4 separate regions of the Sus scrofa genome follow, and all the other regions are linked to region 3. A link is a contact called in public Hi-C and HiChIP or PLAC-seq data. All regions are on one chromosome and are shown on one strand. The core of a region is the stretch at or near the end of the contact, and the rest is flanking DNA. Distances in the headings are between cores, read along the strand shown.

Region 1 (5,964 bases), core at 3,002-5,501, 190 kb after region 3:
CAGTGGCTGCTGGGAGAGGCGGGAGGCCTGGACCCCGCAGGGCCCTTCAGGGCACTGGGCAGGGCCTCCTCCCACGTGGGGGCAGCTGGGCTGAGGCCAGAGAGCCCTGGGTGCTGTGGCTTCTCCCAGGAAGAGCAGTTTTCACCCTGAGGAGGCCTGAAAGGAAAAGGCTGCCCACACCTGGCCTGAGCTACCTGTGAAGCTCCCGGAGGCCGTTGCTGCCGCAGAAGTCTAGTCAGCTTCCCATGTGCCTGGAGAACTTTCGGAGAGCATCTCTAGGTCCTGGAAAAGCAGGGCTCTGAAAGGTGGACTTGGCCGGCAGAGGCAGCTCAGAAAGTAGAACCACGGGATGTAGTCAGGTTTGGACACCCACTGGCCTTGCTGCCTTGCCGTCAACTCAGCTCACCTGGAAGGAGGCCTAATCCAGGCTGTTCTGGCCTTGGGTCTAAGGTGGAGTTGAGGGTGGCACCTGGAAAGGACTGATGCTGTCACTCAGCTTGAGTCTGAGAGCTTTCCTTGGTCCAGAGATGCAGGGGTCGAGGTGGGGGCGAGAGCCACCAGTCTCCCTGCTCGCCACCCCTCCAGGGTGTGGAGGGAGAGCCGGTGTGCCCTGGAGATCGGCTGTGTGTGTCTAGGAGGGTCGCGACAATGCTGGGGAAGCCCAGAGGCTCGGGACGGGAATAAATCCGTTTAAACCACTCTGAACCTAGTTCATAAAACGGCGAGTCAATATTTTAAAAGTCGCATTACTGGTGAAGAGCTCTGCCAGACTCAACACACCGCGTCCCAGTGGGTGATAAGACAAGTGTTAGTTCAGTGGAAACAGCCCAGGCGTGGAAAGAGAGGGGGTTTTTTGGTTTTTTTTTTTTTTTTAATCTGCTAGCTTTCATACTGAGAGTGAGGAGGGCTGCTCTGGACAAAAGTGCTCATCTCTCAGGGGGCCAACAAGTGAGCCCCAGCCACATTGTCGCCAGCGCTGGATCTAAGTCATGCCTGTGTAGAGGCAAGGAAGAGTTTCATTGGAGCACATTTAGCATGCCCCATCAGGCTGGCAGAAGCTGACCTAGGTTCCGTCTGTTGAGTTCACCTGCCTGCCTGCTTTCCAGCAGGGAGAACTGAAGGGGAGCTGCAGGAGCCAAACCCCACTCCTAGGCCCTTCTGGAGCCCACTTCCGCCTCTACAAACAGGCCTGTTTTCCCTGTAACATTTTTTTATTTGTATTTTTTTTTAAATGAATCTTTCTTTTTTTTTTTTCTTTTTGGCCAAAGCATGTAGCGGCTCGATGTGGGATCTCAGTTCCCAGACCAGGGATTGAACCCAAGCCGCAACAGTGAAAGCACCAAATCCTAACCACTAGACCACCAGGGAACGCCCCCCTTTTGCATCTTCTGTGGAACACCAAGCAAATCATGTCTCTGAAGTGCCACGTTCATTCCCCAAACAGACATAGTTGAGAAAGCATTGGCCATCACAGTCCGTGGCCCGTCTGAGCCAGGTGGAATGGCACCTACACGTGCCCTTGGCCCTGGGACACAGAGCCGGGCAAGGCCTGGTCCCCAGACTGGAAATCTGGCCTCAAAAGAGATAGTCGCAATCCAACAATGAGTTCTGGGGCTAGAAGAGCCCAGAGGGCCTGGGCCAACGAGGGGGATGCCTTGAACTGAGATTCAGCGGAGGTGGGTTAGGGCGTGGCAGGTGAGGGAGCAGCAGAGAGGCCCCGGGGGGGGGGGGTCCTAGGAAGTGTGGGTGCCCATTCCCCCCAGGGGAAGCCCAAAGAGGCTGGCAGCTTCCTCGTGGCCGCGGGGAGAGCTGGGCTGAGGCTGGCGTCAGGTCAGCGGGAGGTGCCAGGGCCACAGGAGCTGCAGCCTTTGACACAAGACGCCAGAGTGCCCTTAGCTCGGCGCCTTTACATGGCCAGGGCTGGGCCTCCTGACAGGATGGAAGCCAGCAGGGGAAGCAAAAATGCCCGAATTCTTTGCCCGGCGCAGAGGTGGGTGAGAAAACACCCTCGTGGGACAGACTAGCGGGGCTCGGGTGAGGCTCGCCCGTGGGGCTCGGCGGCTCGCAGGGCAGGATGTCTACGGGTCACGACGGCCACGGCCCCAAAGATGACTCTCCGCTCCCCCGTGACCCTCCGCAGCACGTTTCCGCAGGTGGAACAGGAGAAGCGTTAGCAAAAACGAGGTGCACAGATGCAAGAGGCAGAGCCTGTGAGCCAGTGGCAGGCGAACTAGAGCCGTGGGAGGGAGCCAGCTCGGCGCTTGTGCTCATCCCAGGGGCAGCACCGCGACCAAAAGGAGGCCGGAGCCCCAGAGGCAGACGGGAGGAGGCGTCCACGTGGGGAGGGAGCCCCAGGCCTGTCCTCTTTGTCCCGCTGAGCAGGAGACAGGCGGCGGGAAGGCAGGGTTATGGAGGTGGCCCTGCCCGGCCCGAAGGCGGGCTTCCGTGTTGCCCTGTGCGGTGTGCCAACATCAGACACGGGGGCAGGGAGCAGCCGCTGCCCGTCCCTCTGAGGTTGCCAGGGAGATGGCGAACTAGGTCGAGATGAGTGACTTCGGCTCTGCAGCTGCTGCAGCCCTTGCTGAGGACAGGAGGTGCCCTTGACAATCAGGAGGAAGGACGTAGGGAAGCGGTGGACCGCCCCAGGTGCCACCGTGGCCCAGAGTTGACTCTCGCTGTCAGCAGAGCCCTTGGCCGGTCACTGCAAGGAAACCTTGGCGCCCAGTCCTTAGGAGAGGACCTTAGGGTGAAGAGGAACCCCGCAGGGGCCGCTGCAGCGACTGGAACCCTCATGCAGTCTGCCCAGCTATTTCCCAAGGTGGTTTCACAGCCAGATGGCTTCCCCGCCAGGACACGTCCCACCTGTGCCTTGCACCCGTCCTTCTCCTCCTGGGGTCCCCCGCGCAGTGCCCGTAGGAGGTCGGTGTGTCGGGGCTCAGGCCCCACTGCTCCAGCTGATTCCCACAGTGGGCAGAGAAGCAGCCCCCGGGCAGCTTGCTGCACCCCCTGTGGGCCTCCCTCCACGGGCCCAGCTGCCCACTCAGCTGCCCACCGGCTGGCCCGAGGTGGCATTGCTGCGCTGGGGCCGGGGCGGGAGAGAGACACACGCTCTCCCTTTGTGGCAGAGAAGCCACCACTGACCTAAAGCACTGGGATTCCCATTCCAGATGGACACATGAGCTGCCCTTCCTCCGCTCACAGCACCAGGCCTGGCCCCCCCTCCCGTCACAAGATGGGGACAGAGGACAGACCTTAGAGTCACAAAGCCCAGTCTCCAGACCACAGCCCCGCCACATTCTCTCATCTCCATGGTCACTGTCCTTGGCTTCTCAGACACTCGGTTTCCCTCTGCATAGATTTAGGGCTGACCTGCCACTTCCCATGCGGGGTTTTGTGAGGACTCAATGAAATAATGTGCCCAGAAAGCCTGGCCTGAGACCAGCCTGTGGTGGCCGTGTGGTGGGGGGGGTGGCCCTGCCCAAGGGGAGCTGCTCCCCAGAGGCCCTGGGGCCAAAAGTGTCTCGGAGGTGAGCAAAGCACGCTCAAATGCTCAGGAACGCCTGCCTTTGTGCCTTGTCCTCTGCTACCCAGCTGCCTTTTGTCGTGTGTGCGGCAGGGGGGGACCCGTGTATCCAGAACACACTTCTCTCTCAAATATTTGGGGGCCTAAAGCCTAATTTCCAAATCAAAAGTGACCAACAAGTGGTCATCGTCAGTGATGGCCTTGCCAGCCCCTACGGAGCTTATCCAAGCTCTGTCCTTTATCCTAGGCTGCAGAACCAGCCCCTGCTGCTGGGCTGGGGTCCACGCGGGGCAGATAAGCCATTGGAGGGCCCTATGGTGGCTCCCAGAGGTGGCCTGGCTTCTGTGCGTCTTGGCTGCACCTCCTCTGGTCAGCGGTTCTAATTCCAGTTAGACAGCAGCGAGGAGTGGCAGAAGCCATGTGTGTCCCCACCGCAGTGGAGCCAGCAAGCCCTAGTGACCCAGCTCTGCCAGGCCGCTCAGCACAAACTGCGCCCCGGTTCTGCTTTGGGGGAGTTTTTTGTCCACCAGCTCAGCCCAGGGCCACTGCCCCACGCAGGCCTGCTGGTGCCTTGAAGAGCAGAGCCCTGAACCTCGGGAAGGGAGCGAGGCTTCTCCAGCTTTACGCTGACAAAGGGCTTTCTGCCTGTCAACCGGCTCCCCGCATGTCCCCTCCCCACTCCCTACCGCAGCCGCTGGGCCTCCCTTTGGCAGGGCCCCGGCCTCTCTGAAGCGGAGCCTCTGGAGACTTCCTCTAGAGCTAGAAAAACAAGCAGCTGAAACGTGCCTCCTGCTGCAGCTGGGCCCCGCCTGCTGAGCCTATAGAAAGGCCTGGAGTGGATTCAGCCTCCCCGAAGAGGAAACCTGGCTCCGGCCTCACCCACGGGGCCTGTTATGTCTGGCTCCAGAGGCCTGCTCCTCTGGGCTTTTCCGTGCCTGTGAACGCGGCCCCATTCATTTCCCTGCGGTTTCATGGGAAGGTCCAAAGCGCTCAGCAGGTTGCAGTCAGCCCAGGAGGAGAGGGGTCAGCGAGAGGCCCGAGCCGCAGCCGCAGCACCCTCGGCGCAGAGGCCTGCAGCAGGGTGCCTGCTGCCGTGGGTGGGCGCCCCCTCACCGCCCCCAGGCCACTCTGCCGGCAGCTCCCTCTCTCCAGGCCTCCCCCTTTCAGGCTCACAGGCCACCAGCTCCACCTCGCTCCCTCCCCCGCCCCAGCCCAGCTGCTCCCACTTCTGTCTTCATTGGCTCCAGACTTCCCACCTCCCCTGCTCCGACTCCCTGGGCCCTTGCATTTTCCCACCACATCCCACTCAATTTGGGGGCGCCAGGAGAGCAGCGGGTCCCCTCCAGGGTGGTCACAGCCTCGGGCTGTCAGCCGCAGTGAACCCCCCCCCGCCCCCCACCCGCTCGGGCACGCTGCTCTCAGGAGGGCCCAGCAGCTGCCTTCACGGCCAATGCAAAGCCCAAGGACTCCCGGCCCGCGGTGAGTGCCCAAGTGGGGAAAATGCCGTCTTTAGAAGAAATGGATTTGCCGCTGGCAGGGAGCAAATTCTTATCAAATTTCCAAGTTAGTAGTTTTCACCAGGAGCTAATTGAACTAGCTCCGTAAGTGGCCTGATTCCATTTGCATGAGACTCCGCAGAGCTGCGACAAGTGCCTGGTGGCTGAGGGGAAAGAGGCTGTTCTAGTCTCTCAGTTGGTTTTGGTCTTTGAAAAGCGATGCATTTTCAGGGTTGGGCGGCAGCCATGCCACTCTGCCCTGGCTGCCCAGCTCTGTGATCCTTTCCAAAGCCACCTTCTGAGCGTTCTGGGTGGGGAAGGGGTGGGCTGAGTCTCTCATCTGGTTAGGCTGGTAAAATGGATCTGGAAAGGGAACGTTGTGGAGGCCCAGCCCCTCTTGCCCGGCAGGGCGGAGAGGTCAGGGTCGAGGCGGAGGAGAGGCCCAGGCCTGGCAGGGCGGGACTGCAGCCTGCCGTCAGCATCAGCGCCGCGCAGGCCTGAGACCCCCGGCACATCACCAGCCGCCCCCCTCGTCTAAGGCAGTTCTAGGGGAGCGGAGAGCAACCAGCTCGGCGTGGCCAGCCCAACTCTGACCCCCGTCTGGACCGTGCCTGCCTTTGCCGCAGTTCAGAGACCAGCACCCCCCACCCAGGGCGGCCCGGGGAGGCTGCCCTGTGCCGAGGCCAGGTCCAGGGCCTCCTTTTGTTGACCTGGTGGGTGTAGGGCTCTCTCCTCTCTCCTGTGTCCAGTGGACTTGAGAAGACACTTTTGGGGACAGTCGTCAGGCAAGGCTTCCGGGTTACCCAGCTGATCCCCACTCGGGGGGGGTCTCCCCCAGGGTCCCCCTTCACAGGGGGCAGCGCAGAGCCCCCCCCCCTGCACCCAGCCCTGGAGGCCCACCTCCCTCCTGGAGCTCCCTCCCTCCCGCACTGGTCTCGCGCTCAG
Region 2 (6,651 bases), core at 3,680-6,179, 190 kb before region 3:
TTTAGAGGCAAAAACCTCATCTCCACATCCTTCTTCCTCCTCAGACTAATTCCTAAAAAATAAATGCAATGAGAAAATAAAGACAGTTTTCAAGATGTTCATGGAATGACTTTTTTTTTTTACATTTTCCAACTAGTTAAGACAAAAACATTACAATGATTGACTTCTTTCATTTAGTTACATAAATAAAATTTTTATAAATATCTCTTTATAAACAATATAAATAGCTTTACAACATAAATACATTTATGCATGACATGAATTTACAAACAGCAATGTTTTACAGCTGGTCTTGTCAGTCTCTTAAAAACTGTCCCTTGTCATCACGTCGTGTAGGTGTGTTTCACGTATATAATATATATATAATATATAACTTTTTATTTTTCATTTTCAAAAAAAAAAACCCCAAACAATAAAGTCATACCCCCCCTAAATAATAATAAAACAGCTGGTGTGTATTCCCAGTACCAAGAAAAAAAAAAAAAGAAAAGAAAAGAAATGTAAAAGCCACATTGCGTTGGAGGTGTTTCCAGATGCTGGGAGGCTGTGACCAAGGATGACCTCAGCGAAACGGAGCAGGTGCCCAATCCTGAAACACAGAGGGGTCACGGGATACTCAGTTCTGGCCCCTTCGCTAAGAAAGCCCAGCCTGCAGGGCAGTTCTAGAAGCTTCCTCCCTTTCCTGTCATAGCATGAGGTGCATCCCCTCCACTTTTGCCCTACAGGCCCCCGAAGAAGGCTTTCCTGGAGAGGAAAAGGGCCTGTCCACGCAGGCCCTCTCCAGGCCCTTGTCCCTCCCCTGCTGTGTCCTTGGCACTTCCTGCCCCAGCGCAGGTGGAACCAGAAAGTCAGCCGGCCCTCCTCCCCCGCAGTCTAAGTACAGGCCCTGCCCTTGGCAGTGAGACGCAGTGAGAGAAAGGGAATGGAAAAATGCCACCCCCTCCATTTTTCGCTACAATACAAACCCTGAGTCAGGTGCTGGGCTCGGCTCTGCGTATCTGGGGGCAGAACAGGGGAAGGGCAACAGAAGCATCTGAAGAGTCAGGAGGTCTGGGCTCCCATTCTGACATTTCCTTCCCGGATGGCCCTGGAGAGCTTTGAGTGTCGCTTTCTCATAAAATGGGATAATAGCCACCTCCCGGGCTGGCTTTAAGATTTAACAGTGGGTCACACTGGGCACGGGCAGAGCGTCTGGGTCACAGCTGCCATTCAGTAAATAGCACCTCCCTCCCCAGCCGGCTTCACCTCAGAGGGTCCCTTTCAGGAGCAGGGGTCTCACAGCAGAGCCTGGAGAAACGAGTGGTCATGCTGGGTTTGCTGGGGCGAGGGTTAGCAGAGCCTTTTTTTCCCTTGCTTTTGAGGGCCACACCTGCGGCATATGGAAGTTCCCAGGCTATAGGGGTGGAATCGGAGCTGCAGCTTCAGGTCTATGCCCCAGCCACAGCAATGCCGGATTGGAGCCGCATCTGTGACCTACACCACAGCTCATGGCAATGTTGGGTCATTTAACCCCCTGAGCAAGGCCAGGGATCCAACCTGCATCCTCCTGGATACTAGCCAGGTTCATAACTTGCTGAGCCACAGCGGGAGCTCCCTAGCAGAGCCTTTGGATGAGGGCTACACCCCGTCTCTACCAATAGGCGTGTGGGTGCCTGGGGGCCAGGGGAAGGCATCCTTCTGGGACAGTGTGATGCCCTCCCAGAGCACAGCACGGGCAGAGGGACGCTGAGCCTCAATGCCTTGAACTCCCTCCCAACCCCCTTCTCTGGCCGTCCCATGTGTTTCAACAGATGACAGATGTCCGTGATGTTCCTGCTCTGCCCCCTCTCCCCCACCCCTGCAAGGTGTTCCTTCAGGCATCAGCCACACCTCATCTCTGTCATTAGCATTTTATAATCAAGGCTATAACCACCGCGACAGTCATTATCAGGGCTGGCTAGAGCCGACGTCAACTCCGGAGTGGAGAAATGGCCACCGCCTCGGAAGAGCTTTCATTAAGGCAAAAACCCTAAGCTGTCTTTCTCTTTTAAGCCCAGACAGGGAGCTACCCTGGGCACCTCCATCAGGAGGTTCCAGGCAACAGGAAGGATGCTCTGCCTTCTCACGGGGGCCGGGAGGGAGGGGTTGAGAAGGATCAGTGTGTTGGAGATGGGTGTTTCGCTAACAGAGAACCTCCAGGGGGTTGACAAACTTCCCGGGTCAAAAGGGTCAAGGAGGAGTCTCAGCAACGTGGATGCCTCCTGCCGGGTACCTCCTGTCACCAACACCTGGTACCCACAGTCAGCCACATCCAAGAAGAGGGAGCCGATGGGGAGGTGCCTGCCGGGCATTGTCAGGGACCTCCTCCGCTCACCTCCTGCTACCTCGGAGGATGCCAAGTGTTTGGGTTCTCAAGTTTGAACTTGGTGCTTAAACCACAAAGTGAAAACTTCAGGCCTGTGGCTCCATCTCTTCATTGTTGAGACAGGAAAGGACAGAACAATCCCATCACAAGGGTGGCTTCAGAAGGCTGAGATGCAAGGGCCAGCGTCACGGCAAGTTTAAGATCTCAGATAAACGAAGCCTCTTGCAGCCTCTGCAGAAATGCGGAGGGGCACCCGGCCTGGTCGAGTCTGGCTACAGAGAGGAAGGGCATCAGCTAAATGCTTAGGAGTGTCCCTAAGCTGGGTGGGCAGGTTTTTCGGGTCATTGACCGACATTTTTAAGAGCCCCTTTGGGCATGCTGCAGGTTCCAGATCATCTTAGGCTAGCATCTGGCCTCTAAGCTGCTCATGAGTTAATGTGGGGAGGTGAATGGGTTCACAAGCAACTAGAGCTCAGGCGAAAAGCTTTTCTGTATAGTAAAAAAAAAAAAAAAAAAGGCTCAGGCAGGGCACTGGGGAGCTTCAAAGAGGGACACTGATAAGGCTTCTGGGGTGAGAGAGCAGCTTGGCCTGGACTGGGACAGAACTAGGCTGTGGAACAGGGAAAGTCAGCAGACAAGGAAGCCTGGAAACCAGGGGGGTCAGATTCTAAAGCACTTGAACGTCAGTTTCAGAGGTTGGGACATTGCTTCTCCATGGACACCGATGGGCAGCAGGAAAGGAGAGCAGCGGGGAGCGGAGGGAAGGATTTTTGTCGCAGGACATGGCCAGGATGTAGCACCCAGCCGGGGCTCAGGGTAGCCTAGGGGTTGCCAGCTTGGCGGAGAGGTAGAAGGCCAAGACAGAAACCCAGGCCTGGTGTGGCGGGGGGGTGGGGGTGGGGGCTCCACTTGGGACATGATGAGTGTGAACTTGGGACCAAAAGAGATTTGTTTCAGGTTCCTTTTCCTTGCCCTGAAGTAGTGCCACAAACACTAAGGTTGGATCCTGAAGTCGCACAGGCTGCAGAGGCGTCAGGACCCTGGACAGACCAGTTTGCCCACAGCCATGGTTTAGAGAAGGGACAAGAGCCAGAATGTTCTGGGGCAGAATGCACCTCCGTGATGCCAACAGAGGGCTATTCTCTCGACCGTGAGGGCACGGATCTTGATCCGCGTCGGTCCCATTTCAGGGACAACAGACCCAGGGAGCTGTCCTGACCACTGGGCTACTTACTGCCCAGCACCAAGATGCAGGGGCTGGCAGATAAACTTACCCTTGACCTGTGGGTCTGCCCTTCCTCCTCTGCTCCCATCAGCCCAGGATCACTCTTCAAGACCCCCCAACTGGCAAACTGGGGCCAGTGCTGCTGGCTGCCTTATGTTCCTGGGATGGGCAGGACTCCACCAAGCTGCCTGTTTCCCCAGAGGCAGCCAGGTGCGTTCATCCATGCTGAGCCGCTTCTGACCTTGCCAAAATTACCTGGCCACTTTATCCCTCAATTTCCCCCATCTGTGAAATGGAATGATAAACGGTCTTGGGACAAATGTCTGGCACACGCCCTCAGTCTTGTGCTGGAGTCGGTTGGCTCCCCTCCAAAGGTCGGCTGGGAGGCGGAATGGTCCCAAAGTCTGGGGATCAGAGGGAGACCGGCTTGCGGCACGGGGTTCAGGCTTGGTTCTGGGGGCCTTCTCGGGGGAGCTGGGTGTGCCAAGAGCGCCCGGAGGCCAGGGTTGGGTGGTACTCACCGCCGCCAGGGGTCGCCGCACTAACATCCCAGGCCGCTCATGGAGCCGATCCGGTCCAGTTTGAGGCCGAAGCAGCCCTTGGACAAACCCTTCTTGTTGCCTCCTTTGTATTTGCGCGCGTTGGGGTGCTCGTGCAGAAGGCGGGCCCACGCCGCCCGAGACTTGGTGTCCACGCGCAGGTCCCGGAGCAGTCGAGACCGGTCGCCCTTGAGGTTGGCGCCACCGCCCCCAGGAGTCTTGTCGCCCTTCTTCTGACCGCCGCCCGCAGCCTGGGGCTCGGCCACCTCCTCCCCTGGCGGAGTTCGAGGGACCTGTCCGAGGGGGAAAGAACAGGTAAGTGAAGGGACGCACGACGGCAGGGCGGGGGACTTTGTGGGGCCGCTGATGCTCCAGGGCGACACGCCCGCCGGCGCGGTTTGTCCCTTTCAAGCCCTGAGCGCTCCCCCACAGGTGCAGGATAGTTGGGCCCTGCATCCACCTGCCACGCGGCCGCCGCTGTCCCCTTCCTCAGGGAGTCCCTCGCCCTCTTCTCCTCTGCCCCCTGCCCGGCTGACCACGCTGGGGCAGCGGCTGCGCGTTTGCAGACGTTCTCCCCAGGCTTCGAAGGCGCCCCAGCTCTTACCGGCGCACATCTGGGGAGAGAGCCGCCTTCCTGGCCCCTCTGCTGCTTCTGGCGCGCCGCACCCTCCTAGACCCCCCCAGCCGTGCCACGGCCCCTCACAGTTCCGACGTCCCTGCGACAGCACCCACCTTCGGCGGCGCTCCGGGCTTGGCTTCGGAGGGCCGGAGCGAGAGGAGCGTGAGCAGCAGAGCGCAGGCCAGCAGCTGGGAGAGGTGCATGGTGCCTGTGGGGTGGAGGGGCGCAGATCGGCGGCAGAGAGGTGCACGGGGCCGGCGGGCAGACTGGCAAGCGAGCGCGGAGCAGACTGGCCGGGCTGCGGTGCGGGCGCGAGTCCCAGTGCTGCGCGGCGCCGGCTGGGTGCGCTCTGAGCCCGTGGCTCCGCTCGCGCCTTTATAATCCAACCTGCCGCTGATGTCATCCTCCCGCCCACAAGGCCGCCCGGGCCAATGGCACGCGCGCCGAAGGCCGGGAGGGGGCCGCGGGGGCTCCCCCTCTGCCCCCACCCTCTTCCCACCCCGGAGGGATCCCGCGGCTCGGCGGGCTCTCTCCCAACAGCTCTCCCAGCTGCAAAGTGGCGTGCACAAGGGAACTCCAATTGCAGGGAGCGCGCGCCCTGGCCTGCCAAGCGATGGTGCGCCCGGTGCCCTGCGCGCAAGCTTGGACCACAACACCCATGCTCTCCCTGGAGGGGATCAGTTTCCTTCTTTGCAGCTGCAAAGATAGGCTCAGAGGAATTAAGTCACTTGCTCCAAGTCACACAGCCACAAAGTTGGCACAGCCCGAAATCCACGCAGATCTGCCTTGTTGCCAAACTCTTCCCGGGGCACCTGACAGGCGCGAGGCCTGATGCTGCGGCTCCACGTTTCACCTGCTGGCCGGGACAGTAGTTCAGACGCCACCGACGCCTTGGATCGGGGAAGCAAAAGATGGGGGCCAGAGGTCCGGGAGGAAGGCGCAGAGAGAGCGAGGTTTGCCCAGGGCCGCAGGGGGGAGCGCAAGTCCTACACCGGAGAAAGCACGCTTTTCGCCTGCCGGTGTGTTTGGGAGCGAGAAGCGATAGGAGTGCTCAAGCGTGTGTGCAGTAGCATCATGTGCCCGCCGCTGAGGCTCTAAGTTCCCCCTCAGTCCGCTTCCGCCGCACAGCCGTCCCCAAAGCTGACCCAGCAGATGGCTTTGGTCTGCCCCGAGGGGTGCGCAACTGACCTTGTCTGAACCTACGCGAGGATTCGCAGCGGGAGGACGTTCCCTCCAGTGTCCGGTGCACCTGCACGGTGTGGGGAGGGAACTTAAGCCAGTCTGGAGCCCAGTCTGGCTTTGCGTTTTGGGGGCTCAGAGTGGTCCCTGTCCTAGTTGTCAGATCCTGCCCCAGTATCCCTGCTGCTCACGACTCCCTCTCCTTGCCGAGGGCTTCTCCGTCCCTGGGGTTCTTAAGACTCTTTCAGGAAAAGCCACTGAGGCAAAGAACCCTAAGAATTGGGTGAGGTGCAGTAATCTGTGATTCTGCTGCCTCTGAGCTGGAGAGCAAACAGGGAGGTGCTGGTGGACCCCAGGCGTGAAGATGACCCTGAGGGTGTGAGGCTCCTGGAGGAGCTTTTTCAGGGAAAGGAAGCTGCATGGGGCGGTGGGGGTGGGGAAGGCCACTGGACTCAAGAGGGGCCTGGAGAAGAAGGTTCCACGAGGTCAATCTTACAGCAGAGCCTGAGCCCAGAGCCTGGAGGCCAAACGCAAAACCATCTGCTTTCTTTCCCACCCTGGCATTCGGAGCCGGAAACTGTTGTGGACCACTTGCAGGTCCGTTTGTTTAGGAAATAATGTACCCCTGAGGCCTGGATGTGGGGCAGCTGGATTTCCTGAACCCCAAGAGGATCCAGAAATCAACAGGGCATCCTTTGTGAGTTGGTGAGTTGACACGCCACCTCCAGGCAGCCACCCCGATTGC
Region 3 (6,397 bases), core at 3,079-5,578:
TCCTTCCTCCCTGCTAAGTACGGCCACAAATTCTGGACCAGAGTAAGAGACAAGCAAAGGGGAATTCTGAACGATGAAGAGAAGAAGGCAGACTAGGTGGGGACCGTAGGACTAGAAGAACAGTGGAGGAGCGGGGCGCTTTAAACCCTCCACTGACAGCAGGGGCCCAGGCCTGGGCTCTCTGGATCCCATGCCAGCCCTGGAAGGCGCTCCAGCAGACTTGCCCCTCTCTCAGGTCCGACAGGAGGCCCTTCAGCAACGCCAGGCAGTCCCGCAGCACCTGGCAGAGGAACGGACAGGGATCCCTGCTGGTGATAAGTGGCCAGGAGAAGGACTCTCCTTCCCCCACACCAGAGACCTCTCTTCCTCCCGGAGAGACACCAGGTGCCTCTGACAGGGGGGATCCTGCCAAAGAAGTGGCCCAGCCCCCGGAGCCTCTTTGTCCCTGTGGGCCTCAGACTCCCCTCCCCACTCAGAGGTAGCAGGCAGCTAGGGGAACACCAGGACAGGGGTTCTGCCCCAGCAAGCAGCCCGGCATGGGAAGCCCCTTTGTCCTCGCCGGCACGAGACTCCCTTCCCCCATCCAGAGACACCTGGCAGCCACGTGCACCAGCAGAAGAGACCCTACCACACCCAGGATGTGGCCCAGAAAACCTCGATATCCTCATAGGCCTGAGATGCCCCTCTCCCACCCAGAGATGCCGGGCAGCTGGGTAGCACCAGGAGAGGCTGCCACCATCACAGAAACCCTAGGCAGGAAGTCTGTCTCTGTGCGAATGTGAGCTGGGATTTGTCCTCACCTGCTGTAGAGAGACCTCCCAGGGGGCCAGGCTGAGGAGGTTCTTTCCACCCCCTGAGCAGTACCAGCAGAAGCCAGTGGGAGCCCCAATGGTACCCTGTCAGTCAGACATCGAAATAGCACCACAAAGGCTCTGAAAATTAAGTTGTCATTGGAACTACAGCTCACAGAAGTAGTCTAGTACCTGCATGCTAAACCGAGACAGTGACTGCTTTATAAAAGGAAAGATTTAAGTAAGACCTTGAATCTACTTACGTTATAGCCAAAAAGTCCAAGATTCAACAGAAAAATCACCCTTATTCCAAGAACTGGGAAAAACACCCGTTGAGTGAGGAAAGACTACTAACTGATGCCAACACCAAGATGCTGCAGTTCTCTGACAGTAATTTTAAAACAGCCGTCAGAGGACGTTCCCGAGTGGCGCGGCACATTAAAAGTCCAGTGTTGCTGCAGCTGTGGCACAGGCCGCAACTGCAGTGTGGGTTTGATCCCTGGCCTGAGAACTTCTACATGCTGTGGTTGTGGCCAAAAAGAAAAGAAAAAAAGCCATCATAAACATGCTTTATTAAGCAATTAAAAATTCTCTTGAAACAAATGAGAAAATTGAAGGTCTCAGCAAAGAAATGGATGAAATATATATATAAAGATATATATTTATGTAAATGTAAATACATATATAAAGAAATATATCTATACATTAAAAAGAATCAAATGGAAATTAAAGAGCTGAAAAATGCAATAACAGAAATAAAATACTTGCTGGATGGGTTCAGACATAAAGTAGAGGTGACTCAGAGCAGATTTAGTGAACTTGAGGCTCAGATCAATAGAACTGACCCAGTCTGAACAGAGAGAAAATACTTGGAGAAAAATGAACACAGCCTCAGAAAGCTGTGGGTCACTAAAAAAGATTCAGCATTGGGATCATTGGAGTCTCAAAAGGAGACGGAAAATGGGGCTTAAAGAACAGATTGTACCAACTGGGAACCAGAAGAAGAAAAATCTTAAGTGGTTTTGAGGTCCTAGCAACAATTGTATAACATTAATGTATAATGGTGTCCATCTGTTTTGATTGTAATTTTCCTTTCTGGTCGACTCAATAACTTGCATTTAAGGTTAGAAAGAGCCATGGCCGAATTATCCCAGAGGTGAGGGTTTTTAGGGTAGACACCGTGGGAGGACAAGAGCGGTGAGGCATTTGATGACGTAGGCAGCGGGACTCGAAGTGATGGAACATGGTGTCTCTGGGAGGCAGGCTAAGAGGTGGCTAAAGTGTCATAGAGAACAGGCAAGGGTCGAGGCTCTAGTGGGCTTGATGTGGGGTGGGGTGGGGGGGGCATAGGAGGGTAAGAGCACCGAGGGATGGGTCAGCCCAAGGGGATGTGTCTCTTGGTAGAAGCAGCACATACTTGTCATGTGGTCATCTGAGTGTTGGCCTAGTGAAATGAAAGATTAGGTTCAATCTTGGAAAGGGAGTTCCCTAGTGGCTCAGTGGGTCGAGGATCTCACAGTGTTGTCACACCATGGCTTGGGTTGCTGCTGTGACGCAGGTTTGATCCCTGGTCAGAACTTCTGCATGCCATGGGTGTGGGGAAAAAAAAAAAAATCTTGGCTAGAAGGAAAGTTTAAAGGTTTTAGCCCTTGAAGGCATAATAAAGAACAGTTTTTTATGTTTAAAACTTTTTTTTTTTTTTTTTTTTTTTTTTTTGCTGCACCTGTGGCATATGGAAGCTCCTGGGCCAGGGATCAAATCCAAGCCACAGCTACAACCTACACTACTGCTGCAGCAATGCCAGATCCATAACCCACTGTGCTGGGCCAGGGATTGAATCTGGGCCTCAGCAGCGACCCAAGCCGCTGCACAGTGCCGGATCCTTAACCCACTTTGCCACAGGGGGAATGCCTGTGTCTACTAACATTTTTTTTTTAAATAAACAACCGCTGTATTGTTCATGTGAGATACTGGTGTGGTACATGTGAGAACTAGTACCTGAGCCATACTTTCCTGCTGGAGTCTTACATATCTCCTTGAGACATAGGTCTTGGTTCTGAAAGCTCATTCATCTAATTCGTCCGTGTATTGCATACATTTCCTTGGGTGTGTGGGCTCACTGGCTTCAAATGTTGCAGTTTAAATGTAGATGACTTAGTTACAGAACATCACCGAGAGGGACTTCATTGGACTTGGGAAACCTGCTAGACCCAGGTGGTGACCACAGACCGTCCTACTGACTTCTCCCAACTGGTCTCCTGTCCTACAGATAAACAACCTTGACTGTATCTTCGGTATTTTCAGGTGGTTTACATCTTGGAGAAAAAACATTCCCGTGCAGCAACTGGCTTCCTCAAACTCTTGGCTGATAAGAACAGTGAGCTGTTCAGGAAATATGCCCTGTTTTCTCCCTCGGACCACCGAGTGCCTAGAATTTATGTGCCTCTCAAGGACTGTCCCCAGGATTTTGTGACCCGGCCGAAAGATTATGCCAACACACTGTTCATCTGCCGCATCGTGGACTGGAAGGAAGACAGCAATTTTGCCCTGGGGTAGGTGATCTCTGGCAGGAAAAACCACAGATCCCAGACAGAGCTTGGTTTAGGTAAACTTTAGGTAAACTTTTAAAATGTATTTTAATTGTTATTTCTTCATTGAAACATGTCTACTTGGCATAATTTGATCCTGGTGTTTCTGAAATGGCCCTTTGCTCCCACCTCAGCTGGTCACCTCTGCGTTCCTTGAATTTGCCAAGCGATCACCTTTTTTGTTTGTTTTCGTTTTTTTGGCATAAAACATAAGAACATTCTGAGCTTCTGTTTATTTCCTGTTATATAATGAATCCTGTTTGTACTTGTGGACTTGCAAAGGATTCATGGCATCAAATAATCAGAGCCCTCTTTTTAGACACTAATGTTAAAATATTGAAATTCTAGGCATATTCAGGGGACCTCAATCTCCCATGCTTTAAAATATATGAATGTAAAGGTATGTTTGAATGCTTTTTTGATCTTTCTGACATTTCAATTATGGCATTAAAGATTAAGTCACCCTACCATAAGCAAGGAAAGAGTTCTGTGTTTTTAGGGAAACATTCAGATTATGTGGCCACAAAGCATCATGGCTGGCCCCTTCATTGTAATCTGAGGAAACTGCTGGACCCAGCTGTTTGATCAAATGCTCTGCCCCTTTCCTTCTCACAGTTGGTATTCATTTGGAAAGAAAAGCAATATTAAGCCTTAGCTGTAATCTGTAGCCCTTTATTATGGATGGTGTCTGGTTTGGGCTTCCCAGGCATGCGGGCTAGGAAAGTTTGCTGTGGCACTCACTTTGCGTCTCATTTGGGGACTTGCTTTTTGGTCCTCTAACTTGTGCAGGATGGACCCTCCTGGGAAGGTCCTGTGGCTGCAGGGTGGGGATGTCCTCATGTTTCTTCCACACTTTGCCTCTTCCGGCTAGCGGAGGTAAACCAGCTCAAACCTGCGTGTCAGACCTAATGCCGTTTAAGAAACCCTGCCCCGGGCCGCCGTCTCCGCGCCGTGAAGATCGCTGTGCATCTCAGGGCCACTCCGGAACGGTTGTACTTTCTGTTTTGCTCTCAAGTGCTGTGGTTGCAATGTCATCGTTTTTAAGCCTAACTCATTATCCAAAAGTGACGTCAACCCCTTGAGCCCTAAATAGCCCTTCTGAGAGGCTTGCCAGTTTCTCACCATCCGCTCAAAGGGCTCTCGATAATGCCTGTGCCACCTGGCCCCTGGCGATTGTGCCCGCCACACTCTGCTTGGCCGTGGAAAGGGAACACTTTCACATCAAGGCAGGAAATCCAGCCTTATCTTTTATCTGCCTTGCTGTCATATCCCATTGTGTAGACTGATTGGGCTCCTTCCTCACTTTGCAAGTTGTAAGGGTGTAGCAGGAAATCTTGACTGTGTGAGTTTCTCTGGTCGCTCAAACGGCCCTTCAGCTTCCTTGTTTTACAGCCCGGCCATTACTTCATCAAGAACTCTTTTCTTGTGGATAAAGAACAACAGTAATCCAGAAAGGAGTTAGGCCTTTGAAGCAGCAAGGACGTTTGTTGACGCTAAAGAAAGAATATTAAAATATACTATAATCATATTAATGGTGTTCTTTTCACAATACAAAAATCCGAGGAGTCTCATAGTTGGATGGAAAGCTGCTTTTGCTCTACCTTCTTACCGTAAAGACATTAAACATTGTCTTTTATGGAAATAAGCCTTTTGAAACCTTTGTAGAAATGAGAAAATTTATCTTAAGAAATAAAATGTGGCAGGTTTGCATGATGAAGTTCTCAGCCGACGTCTGTCTCCTGAGGGGCGCGGGCTGCAGCTGTTGCCTGTTGGTGGTCTCCGGGCCGTTTGGTTCTGGCTGTCAGTTACTGATCTTTAGGAGCTGAGGTCACTGTTTCCCCATCAGAACATGCTGTGCCGTGACTGCCTGGGCTTCCTCTCGCATCTTTGCCAGGTTTGGACCAGGAGCACGAAGGAGGTCCTTGCTATGGGTATGAATGTGTGTGGTTTGCTTCCATAGAAACTGCCTAAAAGCCAAGTTTAGCCAAAATGCCTGCCTTCTGAATTTCTCCTCTGTCCCTACACTCTATCCTTGGTTTTTGTTTGTTTGTTTGTTTTTTGTTGGTCTTTCTGTCTTTTAGGGCCATACCCTCGGCATATGGAAGTTCCCAGGATAGGGGTCCAATTGGAGCCACAGCTGCCGGCCTACACCACAGCCACAGCAATGCGGGATCTGAGCCGCATCTGCGACCCACACCACAGCTCATGGCAACGCCAGATCCTTAACCCACTGAGTGATGCCAGGGATCGAACCCGAGTCCTCATGGATGCTAGTTGGGTTCGTTAACCACTGAGCCATGACGGGAGCTCCCCTACACTCTACCCTTTGAAGCATTGATCTTCTGCCTATATAATGGCTATGAATTAATCAAGTCTGAAGTCCTTTACTTCCTCTGTAACATCAGTTCATGAGGCGGGTGTTGACCACATGTTTGGTCACTGCTATATTACATGAGAAATAAAAAGGTAAACAAGCTGTAGTTTCTTTGTTTAAAGACCTTATAGCTGGATGCAGAGGGACTTTACATAAATGTCATAGGATTCATTTGATTCTCAGAAATGGAAATCTACTTGACTTAATTTAAATGAAAGTGGTGCTTACTATAAGAAAGTGGTGTTCTTCTGAAACCCAGGGCAGGAAGTGTAGGCAGGTGTCTTGAGGAACTCAGAACTGGCGAGGTGGCAAAGGAATTCACAGCTTCTCTCTCAACCACCCTGAGCTGTCCAGCCACCGAAGGTATCTTTTCTCTGCCCCTTTCTGCCCTTGAGCTGTACTACTCTGCTTTTCTCTACACAGTAGCCATCTACTTGCTCAGTAGCATTCATGGCCCCTACATGGCACTGCCAGTCCTCCACAGGTCACACACTGAAGTCTAGATCACAGTGCAGAATTTCTAGGGGAGGAAGTCTTTACTGGTCTGTTGAGACAGTTATTTTCCCCGGTCAATAGTTTTAACCAGAGGTGGGGGGTGCCAAGGTCCCACGATCCATGGCCCAGTTACCAGACACCTCTCTGGC
Region 4 (6,282 bases), core at 2,612-5,111, 140 kb after region 3:
CCGCACTCCGCGCACTCAGGTCCGTCCTTCTTTCTACTCATTAGACTCAGTAAGAGACCCATTGTGTTTGAAGTGGTGCGAGAACTCTGGTTGCATTTTCAGTTATAACTTCACTAGCCTTTTTTGCTGCTCTTAGCTCCTGTGTGTAGCTTTCAGGCCCTGTTTGGGTTGGCCTGACGTGAATAATTATAAGGGAATCGAATGAAGACTAAAAATAACAGAGTTGCTTTGTGTCATCTCTGTCACCATAAGAATTGCTACCCTTCAAAACAGTACAGGAACGCTTTCACTAGAAATTCAGGGCTTCTGGTTAAATGTTTTTGGTTTCTTTCTCTTTTCTGTTTTTTTTTTTTTTTTCTCTTTTTCGGCCGCACACACAGCATATGGCTTAGGGATCGAATCTGAGCCACAGCTGCAACTCAAGCAATAGCTGCAGCAACATCAGATCCTTAACCTGCTGTGCCACAGCAGGAACTCCCCGCTTAAATGTTAACAGGCGTTGCGTTACTTCAGTCATGGAGATAGTTGTAGAATCAGGGAGGCTTAAAGAATATTTATCATCCTGTCAGTTTTCCCCCCTTTTTCCCAGGTACCAGTTTCATAATAATCCTGTTGGCAAAATTTTCATTTTGATCTATCCCCCCCATTTATAAATAAATCCACAGGAGTTCCCGTCATGGCACAGTGGTTAACGAATCCGACTAGGAACCATGAGGTTGCGGGTTCGATCCCTGCCCTTGCTCAGCGGGTCGAGGATCTGGCGTTGCCGTGAGCTGTGGTGTAGATCGCAGACTCGGCTCAGATCTCGAGTTGCTGTGGCTCTGAGCTCTGTTTAGACCCCTAGCCTGGGAACCTCCATATGCCGCAGGAGCGGCCCTAGAAAAGGCAAAAAGACATCAATCAATCAATCAATCAATCAATCCACAGCCAAGCATCTGTGCTCTTTTGAGCCGTGAGCACCCAGGCCATCTAGGACGGCCTCTGGAAGAGAGGGCACATGAATACGCAGGAGTTTCCGATCACAGGGTATTGAAATCTTTGCTTTGAGACAGAGATTGATTTAGTTATCACGCTTTGGTTTCATGTGGAGTCGGGAAAAGCAATCCGCATGTCTGCATCCCAAGGTATGGACAAGAAACAGACCTGAAGACCTGCCCCGGTTGTGTATAAGTAACACTAATTACACCCACTTGTATGAGCTGATCACTATGTGTGGCTCGTTAGCACACACGTAAAGACGAACATCTATCATTAAGTGTCGAGTAGCTTTGCTGAGCAGCTTGTTATTATAGCCCTAAACTTTTCATGTGCTCACACTTCCTTTAGGCATGTCTCATAGTCATTTACTCATAATTTTCAAAAGTTAGAAGGAATACAGGTAGCAGTATTCTGGAAGTTGTTAAAGCTACAGACCCAGACATGATTTCCGGCCCTCGCTAGACAGAGATTTCTGGAGCTCCTGTCGAGTTACGAGTTCTGCCCACAGTTCTGTGAAGGAGCCTGAGGCAGTGGCTTGTGAGTTTGTGAAGAAGAACTCTGTGCGCTTACGGGAACCTTCAGTAAGATAGAAGCCAGGGCCGAGTGAGTTGCCACAGGGCTAAAGGAGCACCCACCCCGAGGCTGGGTGGATGGGATTAGCGGAAGAAGGCCGCTGGGGAAGGGCCGCCCCGAATCCCAGGTGATCGAGGTGAAGGGCATGATGGGTGAAAGGGGCTGAAAGGCACCCAAGGCCCACCCTGGTGAGATTCAAGGGGTGTAATCCCTCACCCCCCTCTCCCTTCTGAGTCCCGAGCCCACTGAGAAATGGACGCACGAGCCAGACTGAGATCCAAATATTCCCTCTATCGCTGCTAGAGCTCAGGTTAAGAGAAGGCAGCTTGAGCCAGTGCAAGCATTTGGCACAGCCCAGAGGTTAATGCTGTAAAAAGAAACTCTGATTGGGCTGATTAGAGGAAGCAGAAAATAGCCAGAGGCAGAGAGAGACTGGGGCCCGGGGGTGCTGGGTCCCGCGTCCCGGGACACCCTTCACTACCAGGTGCCCTCCAGTGCGGTGGCCGGCGGGGAGGACCAGGAGCTGATGCTTCTGCTCTTGGACAGAATGGCCAGTGTCGGTCCTCAGCAGAGCTCTGAAGACTGCTTTCTGTAATAACTTTAGAAAGTAAACTAGGCTTTTCACTTGCCTTCTGGTCCTCTCTGTGCGCCTGTACCCAGGCTCATTCCTTATAGAAGGGAAAGACTCTATTCCCACCCCTGTAAACCTTTCTTAGTTTCCTAAGAAACTAAGATTAAGTTTAAGCCCCACCCCTGTAAACCTTTCTTAGTTTCCTAAGAAACTAAGATTAAGTTTAAGCTGAGAATTAAACCCCCAAGTCCTGTTGCAGAGACGCTCACATTGCCCAGCCCGTCCATCCCTTCCACTTAGGGCTCCCCGAGCACTTTATTTATTTATTTATTTAGTCAGTCTTTTTGCCATTTCTTGGGCCGCTCCCACGGCATGTGGAAGTTCCCAGGCTAGGGGTCCAATCGGAGCTGTAGCCGCCAGCCTACGCCACAGCCACAGCAACGCGGGATCTGAGCTGCATCTTCGACCTACACCACAGCTCATGGCAACGCCGGATCCTTAACCCACTGAGCAAGGCCAGTGATCGAACCCGCAACTCGTGGTTCCTAGTGGGATTCGTTAACCACTGAGCCACGATGGGAACTCGTCCCGGAGCACTTTAGTTACACCTGTCACCTGTCCTGATCGCGTTGCCTTGTCATTTTCCCCTTGCTTCCCTGTCCCGTTCTCTAAGACTGTGGGTTCCTTAGGGTAAGGATGGTATCTGTTCCTCTTTACCTCGCCAGCCCCTGCCGCCTGTTTTTAAGGCCTCTAAGCCTCTCTATACGCGTCGGTCTGTTTAAAAGATGACTGTAGCTGCGATCTGGGAGAAGGCTTGTAGCTCTAGAAGAGACGTGTGTTTACGTAAGAGAATTAAGTGCACATTAAGAATCACAGCAGTTTCCTCTTTTGAATAAAAGGGTTGGCTGTTTCATAACTTGCCAGGGCATACCGGGTTAGAACATGGTGTAACAAGGGCCCGCGCAAGGTGGAGCTGCCTGGGCAGGTGTGAGGAGCCAGGAGGCTTTAGCCCCCGGGGGGCTGGCAGTGCTTCTAAGGCGTCCTAAGCCCTTCCATGTTCACCTCTGCATCCTCAGACCAGGCTGTGCCCCTCGGGGAGCCTGGCACAAGAGGCTCTCCAGGAGAAGGCAGAGAGCCCCCCCCACCCCCAGGCACCACTCCAGGAATGGAGATGCCCAGGCTTGGAAAGGTGGGCACCGAGTCCCCCCACCTGCCCCTCGGAAAGGGTCCTCCTGGGGTGTTTTAGTGTTAGCTGCCATTCCCCACCCCCGTGATGAGGTGGAGATGATTCGTTTACCACGCTGGGTCCCCAGCCTAATTCTCCCTGTGTGAATTCTGACCCCAGCCTGGATTTGCTTTTCGTGGAATTGATTTCACAGGACGGAGGTTCTGCGTTGGTTGCTGCTGGGCCCTCTGAGAAGCACACTCCCCTCCCAGCTGGGCCTGAAGAGCGTGCCCAGATGATTCAGACCTGACTCCCTGGCATTTCCAGGGGGCCGTGAAGTGAGACCGAGGGGGCTCTCCCTCTGACAGGGCGACGCGTGGGAAACTGCTGGGGGCTGAGCCGGACAAGGGCCGGTGCCCCGCCTTTCAGGTTAGCGGCCCTGGTGGACGGCACAGGTTTGGCTCCTCCAGGGCCCTGTCTGGTGGGTCGCTGTGCTCACGGGGAGGACGCTCCCCTTCTGTTCGCAGGACGCCCTGCACGTCCTCACTCTGCCCCATGTCACACCCCACGTCACTCCAGTGAGAGCCAAACGGCTACATAAGAGGCATGGAATCCTTTGACGTTAGTAAAACCTGCGCTGGGGAAAGGGAACCGTGCAGCTGATCCTTAGATTTCAACCATGACGGCTTCTTGGGCCAGGCCCAGCTGATTGCGCTCTGCGAGCCGGGGGCTCTGCTGCTGTTCTGCTAGCTGTCTGTCTCAACTCCGCTGCCAGGCTGAGTGCCCCCCAAAAGCTGCTTTCACCTGTCGCTCCAGAACCTGCTGTCCCCTTAAGCAGGTGTCATGGATAATGAGATTTCCATTAATATTCTGGGATAAGATAAGATTTCTAGGGGTTTTTTTTTTTTTTTTTTTTTGGCACACAAAAACAATTTCTTTAAAAGTCAGTTACCATCCTCCACGATTTTATAAATGAAAACATTTTAGCACCAAAACAAAGGGAAGACACAGTTTCCCAGTTCGGGACGGCCTCTGACATCGATCTGGTTGAGGTTTGTGGAAAACCTTTCCGTCGTGTTGACCTCAGACCAGCCTTGGAGACCGAGTGGGTTGTTCCATCAGATCCAAAAGCCTCTTGGTGATGGGGCCTGAGTGTGGGGGACCCTGTGTCCCACCAACCCATCTCCCTTCCTCACTCCTCCTTCCTGCCTTTGCATGGCCTGGGCCTCCACTTGCTCCCCGCGCCCCCTTGCCCCACGTCCTCTGGAAGCCAGAAGCCACTTCAGAGAGGCTGCCTCCCCCGTGCCAGCCTCCCTCCCTGCCCGCGCTCCTGATCTGTGTAGAAGGCAGATACCTTGCTCACCCATCAGCCTGCAGAAGAGGCGCACTAAAATCTGCTCTCGCACCAAAATGCCCCCGCGGTCAGTGCCCCGGGGTCAGCGGGTGCTCGAGGACACCGTGCCCATTCTGCAGTCTAGAACTGGAAGACGTGGCCCTGCTGCTCCTCGAGAAATGCCCACGTGTTTAAAGAATGGTGTTGCTGTAACACCGTTGTTTTGTTGTGAACTACTTCTTGCTTTCCTCTCTTCAGTGAGACATGCCAGACACTTTTAACCAAAGAGAATTTAAGAGCTTTAAGAGTATTTCATAGCTTGAGACGTTTTGACTTATGTTTTTAATTTCTCGTATTAAAAAACATATATCTACCAGGTACAAAGGACTCTGCTGGATATTGGGACCAAGAGATTAGAACGTGGCCCCAGCGCTCATGTCCCAGCCTTCAGAGTGGCTTAAGGGACAGAATAGAGACACAAAAAGCCCCCAGGGGTGGCCCAGGAAAAGTTGAGTTTGGGCTGCGTGTGGAAGGGTCATTCTGTTTTTAAAAGTCTACTACTGTACAACATAGAAATTAGCAATTTGCTGTTAGAAAACACTAGAAATGCTAAAAGTAAATTACAAATGATTTCATTGCCCCTTGAATTGTGAGCCCCTCCTCGAGGAGGGGGTGGGGCAGGAAATGTGCCAGAGTTGGGGGGAAATGGGTGGAGACCAGAGGGGTGACACCCGGGGAGGAAATCCCAGCTGGTTTCTGATCCCCATTAAATTGGTAGTCTCCTAAGTATAACAGTTTGCTAATGAAGAACAGGCTACTGGGTTTGAAGTACGTTTGCACAGGGAGCTGTTTCTGAGCTCCGAGAACGCCTACTTGGCCACCAGGCGCTTTAAAACTAATTTGCTACAATCCGTTTTGTTCTGGAAATGACCATGAGCCCGCTCTTCCCTTCCCCTGCCCTCCACCCCAGTCAGGGCCCGGGCCTTAGCTTTTCCTATAAGCTTCCATCCAGCCAAGCTCGCAGCCTTTCCTGCCTCCCCGGCTGCCCTGCAGGGGACACACACCTGAGCTCAGAAGGGCAACAGCCCTCTGCCTGAGCCCCTCGCACCCGCCTGGCCATGAGGCCTGGGTTCCTGCCTCCTGGTGGCTAAGGACTTCTTGGTCCCTGTGGAGATCTGACCTGCTTGCCCGCAGGCCTAGTTCCGAACTCCTTTGGGGTACATGCTGCTGCTCCAGGCTCTGCCCAAGGCCCCGACTCAGCTCTCCTGTGGCCACCAGCGTCAAGTCAGTGACAAGAACCTGTAGAGCTTGTGAGCATCTGTCCTTCATCCAGCCCCCCAGGTTCCAACCCCGACTCTCCCCTAGCTGCGCCGCTCTGGCTTTTCTGTGCTTGTTTCCTAAGATAATCATGAGTAAAAAGACAGAACGTGTTCCAGAGGCAACCGCGGTACAGTGATAACAGTACCCGTGCCACAGGGCTGCTGTTGGGTTAAATGACTTGCACCCGTGAAACTCGTAGACCCGTCCCTGCCACCTAACACCAAATGGGTGTTAGCTGTGTGCCCAGGTGCTGAGAAGGGCCCTAGTTCTGTCCTCACAAAAGAGCTGCCTCGAACAGGGACGAACCCAGGAACCCAGGACGGGCCACGGTGCAGCCACCCC

What was found. Hi-C and Micro-C count contacts between places; a contact is called where the count stands out from the background. HiChIP or PLAC-seq counts read pairs in DNA pulled down with a chosen protein or histone mark.
Region 1: an H3K27ac HiChIP or PLAC-seq map of skeletal muscle shows a contact between it and region 3, with 7 times the contacts expected there. The contact joins two enhancer-like sites. A contact is called at or near these places in 5 of 47 Hi-C or Micro-C datasets (embryonic fibroblasts, fetal skeletal muscle, heart right ventricle and 2 more) and 2 of 2 datasets of contacts at active chromatin or transcription factors (alveolar macrophages and skeletal muscle).
Region 2: a contact with region 3 is called in an H3K27ac HiChIP or PLAC-seq map of skeletal muscle. The contact joins the promoter of NPPC here to the enhancer-like site in region 3. A contact is called at or near these places in 3 of 5 promoter capture datasets (fetal liver and liver), 24 of 47 Hi-C or Micro-C datasets (adipose tissue, alveolar macrophages, blood and 14 more) and 2 of 2 datasets of contacts at active chromatin or transcription factors (alveolar macrophages and skeletal muscle).
Region 4: a contact with region 3 is called in a Hi-C map of skeletal muscle, with 5 times the contacts expected there. The contact joins two enhancer-like sites. A contact is called at or near these places in 2 of 47 Hi-C or Micro-C datasets (epiblast stem cells and skeletal muscle) and 1 of 2 datasets of contacts at active chromatin or transcription factors (skeletal muscle).

What each region holds. Positions count from the first base shown.
Region 1 is chr15:132,883,075-132,889,038 of Sscrofa11.1, forward strand. All of the region lies in intron 14 of DIS3L2 (DIS3 like 3'-5' exoribonuclease 2), which reads left to right. Among named protein-coding and RNA genes, the nearest start is that of ECEL1, 110 kb to the right of the region's middle. Within about 2 kb of position 4,252, at least 40 of the 83 cell types and tissues checked have an H3K27ac peak or open chromatin away from gene starts, as enhancers often do. A contact at or near this core is called in alveolar macrophages, fetal skeletal muscle and skeletal muscle, where this site is marked.
Region 2 is chr15:132,504,596-132,511,246 of Sscrofa11.1, forward strand. It overlaps NPPC (natriuretic peptide C), which reads right to left and starts at 4,930. Exons shown (of 2, transcript NM_001008482.1): 1 at 4,841-4,930; 2 at 4,111-4,401. The coding sequence starts at 4,930. The coding sequence ends at 4,111.
Region 3 is chr15:132,694,118-132,700,514 of Sscrofa11.1, forward strand. DIS3L2 (DIS3 like 3'-5' exoribonuclease 2) reads left to right here. Exons shown (of 21, transcript NM_001195333.1): 8 at 3,096-3,343. Among named protein-coding and RNA genes, the nearest start is that of DIS3L2, 160 kb to the left of the region's middle. Within about 2 kb of position 4,329, at least 24 of the 83 cell types and tissues checked have an H3K27ac peak or open chromatin away from gene starts, as enhancers often do. A contact at or near this core is called in adipose tissue, alveolar macrophages, fetal skeletal muscle and 4 more, where this site is marked.
Region 4 is chr15:132,835,305-132,841,586 of Sscrofa11.1, forward strand. All of the region lies in intron 13 of DIS3L2 (DIS3 like 3'-5' exoribonuclease 2), which reads left to right. Among named protein-coding and RNA genes, the nearest start is that of ECEL1, 160 kb to the right of the region's middle. Within about 2 kb of position 3,862, at least 5 of the 83 cell types and tissues checked have an H3K27ac peak or open chromatin away from gene starts, as enhancers often do. A contact at or near this core is called in skeletal muscle, where this site is marked.